Regions from separate parts of the Capra hircus genome. Here region 1 is linked to region 2. The links are chromatin contacts, called in public Hi-C maps. All regions are on one chromosome and are shown on one strand. The core of a region is the stretch at or near the end of the contact, and the rest is flanking DNA. Distances in the headings are between cores, read along the strand shown.

The links. Hi-C and Micro-C count contacts between places; a contact is called where the count stands out from the background.
Region 1: a contact with region 2 is called in a Hi-C map of liver, with 6 times the contacts expected there. The contact joins two enhancer-like sites. A contact is called at or near these places in 3 of 5 Hi-C or Micro-C datasets (blood and liver).

The regions. Positions count from the first base shown.
Region 1 is chr7:49,429,679-49,433,879 of ARS1.2, reverse strand. No RefSeq gene overlaps it. Among named protein-coding and RNA genes, the nearest start is that of ARHGEF37, 61 kb to the left of the region's middle. Within about 2 kb of position 2,824, at least 2 of the 5 cell types and tissues checked have an H3K27ac peak or open chromatin away from gene starts, as enhancers often do.
Region 2 is chr7:49,305,929-49,309,944 of ARS1.2, reverse strand. All of the region lies in intron 1 of PPARGC1B (peroxisome proliferator-activated receptor gamma coactivator 1-beta), which reads left to right. Among named protein-coding and RNA genes, the nearest start is that of MIR378, 35 kb to the left of the region's middle. Within about 2 kb of position 1,929, at least 1 of the 5 cell types and tissues checked has an H3K27ac peak or open chromatin away from gene starts, as enhancers often do.

The DNA of each region.
Region 1 (4,201 bases), core at 1,575-4,074, 120 kb before region 2:
TTTCAAGCAGAAGAGTGACACCCGGGGTTGTGGTTTAGGATGCAAGTTCTAGTTCATCCCTGGATCTCCCTAAGCATCTGTCACATGCCTCAAGTTATAGATGTTCAATACACGTTGCTCAGGTAACACCCAGATGGGATTGGGACACGAAAGCCTGCCTCCAAGTATCTCCCATCCAGCTATAAAGGACATATGAGCATCAAGCAGTTACCTGGTACCACAGGGCAGAAATCTGTCAGCCCCAGAAGTTGTTATGGCCCAGGCTTCTAGATGTTCAGACAAGGAGGAGCTTTGGGGATGCTGAGGGGATCAGGGAGGCTTTCTGGAGGAAGTGGGGCTGGTGCTGGGTTTGTGGATAAGTAGGATTGGGGAGCTGACTGAGCCACCAGGCTTCCCCGGCACCTCAGTGGTAAAGAATCTGCCTGCAATGCGGGAGACCTGGGTTTGATTCCTGGGTTGGAAGATCCCCTGGAGAAGGGCATGGCTACCCATGCCAGTGTTCTTGCCTGGAGAATTCCATGGACAGAGGATCCTGGCAGGTTACAGTCTATAGGGTCTCAAAGAGTCTGACACAACTAAGTGACTAAGCACACAGGATTGGGGAAGGGGAAAGGGAAGACTTCTCAGGCCCTGGAAAGCAGCATCGTGGTGTAAGTGTCTAGCACTTGGCCTTAACATGCGTAGGCCTTACAAGGGTAAGGGCCTACCTGGCCACAGGCAAGTAGCAAACTTATTTACTGCAAGTTTGTGCATGTGAAGGAAGAAGCTTGATGAGGGTCCCCAGCCTGCCCCTTGGTCTTCTGTTTTTCTTATCAGTAATTTTTGAACTTCCTTTTTCTGAGTCAGGGTGGGCATCTTTCCCATTGAGGGCAATCCAAGACATGGGCTGGAGTGTCCCAGATGTTTTTCTCATCTGTAAAGTGTGTGCAGTTCCTCTTCTCGCAGGGCAAGTGAGAGGATTGAAGGAAACGCTTGTGAACGGTGGTTGATCACAATGGGAGCGTCACTGCTGTGTAGTGAGGGAACTTGTGAACTCGGACCACTAGGTGGCAGCAGGGCTCTATCAGCTGAGATTGGGCCTGGAAGAGCCCCTGGTCAAATTGAAATACAGAGGCTGCCAGGCAGGTGGTGCAGATGGGAGGAAGGGCCAGGTGAAAGACCCTAGGGAGTGGCAGGGGCTGTGATGGACCAGCAGGAACACACTCCAGCTGCAGGAGCTTGCAGCTGCTCGGCTTCGGTCAGTGTTGCCACATCAGAATGAGGGCCAAGTGGTGCCAGGCATTCTGATTTTTTGAGAGAAATCAAATACCAGGGTTTTGTTTTGTTTTTTGATGTGAACTCTTCTGTGTGGAGATTGTGCAGGTCACAGAAGATCCCCCCCTAGTACATCTTCTGCCAGAGTGTGGGTTGGCTGCCCTGGTGGAGAATCTCCTCTGAAGAATTAGTTTCATGTCTATGTCCTGTGAAAGCCCTACGTGTGTCTCCGCTTCACTCACTACTTCATCAGACATTAATTTCCTTGGATCTCTGGGGAGCACCATTCTCTTTTATGCTATTGTTACTATTGTTGTCATCAAACTTCTGTTAGGTTGTGAGCCATATTTTCTGACCATCCATGAGGATCTCCATAGGACCTGTTTCACAAGGTTCTTTTGAGGAATAAATGAGCCAGGACCTGACTCATTAGCACTCAATAAACATACTTATCATTATTATGGGGACGTGAGGGGAGATGACATGACATTTGGAGGAAGGTTTGCAGGGCCTGTCTTTCTCTCAGTATAGGGGCTGGTGACAAGGCCTGGCCACTCCCTTATGTAGATGAAGCCCCCTGGCTTGTGAGGGCCTCATGGAGACTGGTTCCAGCCCTTCCCTCAGAGGCTGCTGTTACACCCCAAAGGGATTCTTGGGACGTCCCCTGGTCTGGATCCCTGCTGCTGCATCTGGGTCAGGGTGGGCAGCATTCCCATCCAGGACAATCTCAGTCATGGGCAGGAGTGTCCTAGATTCTCCTGCCTCTCCCCAGTGATAGGACTTTCTGCAGTTCACTGCCTCAGGACAAGTCAGGCAGCGATTCAGGGATTCAGGCGATAATCAGGCATGCAGGTGCACTGAAGCAGGACTCTGCTCATAGGCTTAGGGCCCTTTGCATCCAGAAGCATCTTCTCAGGGTGTTCCCAGGAGACCCAGCAGCTTTGGGGACCAAAGCTCCTTGCTGGAGGTTCCAGTAGCAGATTCAGGAACAAAGAGAGGGGGAGATTAGATTTGTCCTTGCGGGCTCTGATTTATGCTGAGCTCAGGAACACTAGTGAGTGCTGTTCCGTTAGGACTCAGGCAGCTCCCATGCTTCCAGGCACCTCAGGGTGGTGGTTCTGGGTTCCCTGCCTTGGACCCATGCATCAGGGGTCTGGGCAGCCTTGAGGCCTATGAGTAGGAAGGGAGCTCAGTGGCTGAAGGTTTGGAACAGCCTTGAGCCTCAGAAAAATTGAGGCCAGAGCGGGTGTAGGAGTTGCATCCACCCCTTCTGAGCAGCTCTCATTTCCAGAGGTTAGTCATTTGCTTGCTCGCTCTCACAGTCATTCCCTGACCAGCTCTGCTGTGTACTAGAGAGAACTACATTTCCCAAGCTCCTCTGACCTCTGATTTTCTAGTATGTTTGGCCAGTGGGAGACACTGGCAGGAAGGAGGAGAGGAGAACTCTAGATATTTCTCCCTCTCTCAGTTTCAGGCTGTATCTCTGCCTTGGCTGGTCTCCTCCATGGTTCCAGCTTCCACTGGATGTTCCTTGCCTCTTGGCCTTGGGAAGGCCTGGCTGTGCTTCCAGTTTCTGTCAGATAGCGTCAGATACTGGCACTAGTAACACTGCCGCTTCCCTGCGTTCCTCCAACCTAGAGACTAGAGTGTCTTTTTGCTATTGTTAGTCCCTGTGGTGCTTCCAGGATCTTCTTTAACCTGTGTAACTCCCTCCCCATGTCTCTCTGTTCACAAGTCATAGAGTGGTTCTCTTTCTGACTGGACAGTGACTCTTATGTGGCTTAGTGGCTAAGGGAACAGGGAGGTGGTGGATAGTGGAGCTGGAGCTCCAGATGCCTCTGCCCCTTGGGCTGCCCAGCCTTCAGAGGAGACTGGGAGCATCACCAAGTCTGCTACACCTTCCCTGGGTCAGGGAACAGTTGGGCCCTCCCCACCCAGAGCTCTTGAAAGAGTGTTCAGCTGTAGACAGCAGCTGAGTGGGTCAGGCTCAGGGTCAGTGGCTGTGAGAATCTGCAGATCAACCCTTGTTTGGGGCAGCTGAAGCTGTTCCTACAGGGTCCAGAGAAGCAGACCCAGAGGAGACCCACGGGTCACTGTGTGAGAGCAGAGCCAGGCTGCATGCGGGAGGAGTGGATCACCTCCTTCTAGCCATAGGGCCTCGAGTCTGGCCCAGGCTCGGGGCGGGGGGCAGTGAGATAGGAACTGGAGGTGGGGCTTCTGGCCAGGGAAGAGCCTGCTTGTCTTGATTCTGGGGTCTCAGTGATTCTGGGCACATCAGCAGAGTCTCTGGTCTGGGAAAAGGCCAGTGCAGTAATAGCAATCACCGCAGCTTCTGTTCATGTCTCAGAGGGCTGTTTGAGGGTGATGTGAGGGAATCCACTTTACATGATTAATCCAGTGCTGGCACATAGGAAGCTCTCAAGATCTGCAAGCTAAAGAAAAATAAAAACAAAAAAATAACCCCTACAAATCTCAACAGCAACCAGCCTCTGTGGACCTTATTCTATAGGCATTTCATGGAATAGGCTGGTGTCTAGTTTGCAGTGAAACCCAGGCCTCTCCCCTGGAGCGGGGCTGGGGCTGGCAACATAGTCCCAGCTGCCAGGGCCAGGAAGAGGGTCAAGTCAGGTGACAAGTTGTGAGGTTGGGAGATCACTGTGATCCCAGGACACACGCCCCAGAGATATGGGGACAGATAGTAGATGTCCAGAACTGCAATGGGGCACTTAAGGACAAGTATCACCTCATGTTCAGACAGAAAAGATATCAAGGCCAGGTCAGAGAGTGGGTACCAGTCTTTGGGTTGAAGTTCAAGTACTAGGCCCTGGGGACTTAGCAATCAGGTCCACTAAAATCAGACACTGGCAGGAGGCAGCATTCAGCACTGGGCACGAGAAACTTCGTTTGGAGCCCTAGGGGCCAGAGCTGCTGGAAACTCTCCTATCTG
Region 2 (4,016 bases), core at 680-3,179:
CAGGGATAAGGCATTCGTTCTCACTGTAGGTGCATCTGACAGCTTATCTATTTCTTTTGTTGAGATGAACTCTGCTCCCCTGGAACTTTTTAGCATTTGTATGTATTCTTCCACATGACTTCTTACGTGTTTTTTCCTTACAAATGATAACCAAGATGGCTAAATAGCAAACTGCAGGAGAGGTGGTTCTCACTGGGGCCAGAAGCCCATCAAGGGCACCATGAACGCTGCTTCTTCTTGGGTCTGTCCTCACAGTCGAGGGCCACTGCCTTCTCTCTGGGCTTCAATTTCTTATACATTCAACAGGAGTTGTCTTAGCTTCCTATTGCTGCTGTAACAAATCACTACAAACAAAATTATTATCTTACAGTTCAGGAGGTCAGACAGCCAAGATGGGTCTCATTGGACTTGCACCAATGGCGGGGCTTCATTTCTTACTGGAGAGTCAGGGCAAAATCTGTCTTCTTGCCTTTGAAGACTTCTAGAGGCTGTACACATTCCTTGGTTGTGGTTATGTTGCTCTGACCTCAACTTCTATCGTCACATCTCCATTTTTGACTCTCTTGCCTTCTTATAAAAACCCTGTAATTACAGGGAACCCAACCAGATAACCCAAAGTAATTTCCCCATCTCAAGATCTTTGACATCATTACATCTGCAAAACCCGTTATAACTTAGCCTAGTCCCAGGTTTGGGGGTTTAGGACATGGGCATCTGCGGGGGAAAGTATTCCATCTCCAGAGCCCCCTCAGCTCTGTGACAGCTCGGCATCCCCCTCAGCTGCACCTACGCCTCCTCAGGGTTGAGGGAGCCCCCTGCTTTCTCGCCGGGTCTGGCTCCGTGGCGGGGAGGAGCTCTGAAGTCCCGAAGTCGCCTGCTCCACCTGTCTCATTGTGCTCAGTTTCTCATGAGTGAAGTTCAAAGACAAAAAAAGGGACCTAATTTTTACATCTCATGCGTGAGTGCTCACTCAGTCATGTCCGACTCTTTGCGACCCCATGGACTATAGCCCGCCAGGCTCCTCTGTCCATGGGATTATCCTGGCGAGAGTGCTGGAGTGGGTTGCCATTTTCTCCTCCAGGGGATCTTCTGAACCCAGGGATCGAACCCGTGTCTCTGGTGGCTCCTGCCTTGGCAGGTGGATTCTTTACCACTGAGCCACCTGGGAAGCCCCATTCACACTTCGAGGAACCGTATTTTTGTTGCCTAGTAGCCCCTCAAAGTCCAGATAAGTATAAGACATTATCCCCACCCTCAAAGAAGTTGATCATCTGATTAGAGGGAGACATACATAAGCACCCATGCAGACTTTTGACTTTGGGCAAGTGACTTAATAGCTCTAAGTCTTCTGCGTGTTAGGTGGAAATAATAGCATGTTCCTTTCCCCCCAGGAGTTATGTTAAGAATAAAAACAGATTTTATTATAGAAATACAAAGGTTTATTGGAATAACTTGAAATAACCTTGAGTGGTCACATCAAAGCAGTCATAAAGACTTAAATGACTAAATGTGATACAAAACTGTTCTAGGGGCAGTGCTGACTATGGTTTATGGTTTATGGAGGAGATGAAGACCTTAGGCTTTGAAGGATCTCCATCATCGACACTGACAAATTTCTTATTCTAGAACCTTGAAGAAATTGGATGGCAGGTTTGTTGAAGCTAGGACAGAGTACAAGTGGGCCCCCGGCAGAATGTCTAAGCTCCATGTACGTACCAGGGAACCGCAGACAGCCACCCTGGGTCACCCCTGGGCCTCAGAGTGCACACACACCGTGCAGTCATCCTGCGGATGATAGATCCAGGGGAGAGGCCAGCATGGGCCCTGAAAGCAGGCCCAGGGCCATTTAGGCAGGCATATGTGGGTCCAGAGGGGGTTGCTGGAGGAGGGCCAGCGCCAAGCCCTCTAAGGTGCAAACAAAGCCCAGTGCAGGGGCCCTGGTGGCCCAGGTTTGTCGGGCTGCTGGGGACACTAGTGGGGTGCTGCAGGCAGTGTGTAGGCAAAGGCATGAGGGTGGGAGCAGCTGGGTGTGGCCACAGATCTGTGAGGTCAGACCTGGGGAGTGGAGAGAATCCGAACAAAAGCACAGCACAACGGGAAACACCTAGTATGTTGCACGTAAATTATAGCAAGGAAACTGTTTTCCTTTGCTCTGTTAGTTTTGCATAGAAAGATATTGTGAGTGGTATTCCTTTATCCTTGTTCTTTCTGTTTGCCTGTCTGGCAGCACTGAGTAGAAAGTTCTGTACTTACAGTATTGTGTTCAGTGGTGTCCTGGTAAATGTGTAACAGTGGGCTCAGGGATGGGGTGGGAGCCATCATTTTTAGAGTTGACCAGTTTCCATGATGTAAATTGCCCACCTACAGCTGATTTCATATTACCAACAGAATGTTACTGAGCGATCTCTCCAAGCTGGCTCCAGCTTTCATCTGCTCTATCAGTTCAATTCAGTTCAGTTGCTCAGTCGTGTCCGACTCTTTGCGACCCCATGAATCGCAGCATGCCAGGCCTCCCTGTCCATCACCAACTCCCGAAGTTCACTCAGATTCACATCCATCGAGTCAGTGATGCCATCCAGCCATCTCATCCTCTGTCGTCCCTTTCTCCTCCTGCCCCTAATCCCTCCCAGCATCAGAGTCTTTTCCAATGAGTCAACTCTTTGCATGAGGTGGCCAGAGTACTGGAGTTTCAGCTTTAGTATCATTCCTTCCAAAGAACACCCAGGACTGATCTCCTTTAGGATGGACTGGTTGGATCTCCTTGCAGTCCAAGGGACTCTCAACAGTCTTCTCCAACACCACAGTTCAAAGGCATCAATTCTTCAGCACTCAGCTTTCTTCACAGTCCAACTCTCACATCCATACATGACCACTGGAAAAACCATAGCCTTGGCTAGACGGACCTTTGTTGGCAAAGTAATGTCTCTGCTTTTGAATATGCTACCTAGATTGGTCGTAACTTTCCTTCCAAGGAGTAAGCGTCTTTTAAATTCATGGCTGCAATCACCATCTGCAGTGATTTTGGAGCCCCCCCAAAATAAAGTCTGTCGCTATTTCCACTGTTTCCCCATCTATTTGCCATGAAGTGATGGGACCAGATGCCATGATCTTTGTTTTCTGAATGTTGAGCTTTAAGCCAACTTTTTCACTCTCCTCTTTCACTTTCATCAAGAGGCTTTTTAGATCCTCTTCACTTTCTGCCATAAGGGTGGTGTCATCTGCATATCTGAGGTTATTGATATTTCTCCCAGCAATCTTGATTCCAGCTTGTGTTTCTTCCAGCCCAGCGTTTCTCATGATGTACTCTGCATATAAGTTAAATAAGCAGATGTTCATTTAAAAACAAAAAATATTTATTTCATTTCATTTAATTAGTTAGGCTGTGCCCATTCTTTGTTGCAGCATGGGGGACCTTGGGTCTTCATAGCCGCATTCAGGATCTTTAGTTGCAGCATGTGGGATCTAGTTCCCTGACCAGGGATGGATCAGGCCCCCTGCTTTGAGAGCATGGATTCTTAGCCGCAGGACCAGCAAGGAAGTCCCTTTACCTTTTTATTTTAATCCTCAAACAACACTGTGAACACTTATTTCCTACTTACAGATAAGAAGCAAGCTCAGAAGGTGACATTTCCTAACCCAGGCCTGTCAGACTGCCAAACCTACAAGCCTTTCCCCCTTTTATGGACTAAATTGCTTCCCTCCCAAAATTCATGTTTCGAAGCCCTAAACCCCAGTGCAACTGTTTTGGAGATAGGGCCTATAATGAGGTCATAAACGTGGGCCCTCGTCCAGTAGGACTGGCATCCTTATCAGAAGATGAAGCACAGCAGAGATCTCTCTTCACCCTCAGAGACAAGGCCATGTGAAGACAACGAGAAGGCAGACGTGCCCTGTAAGCCTTGAGGAGAGGTTTCACCATGCACCAACCCTGCTGGCAGACGTTTAGCCTCTAGAACTGTGAGAAGATGAGTTCTGTTGTTTAAGCCACCCAGTGGTATTTTGTTATGGCAGCCCTA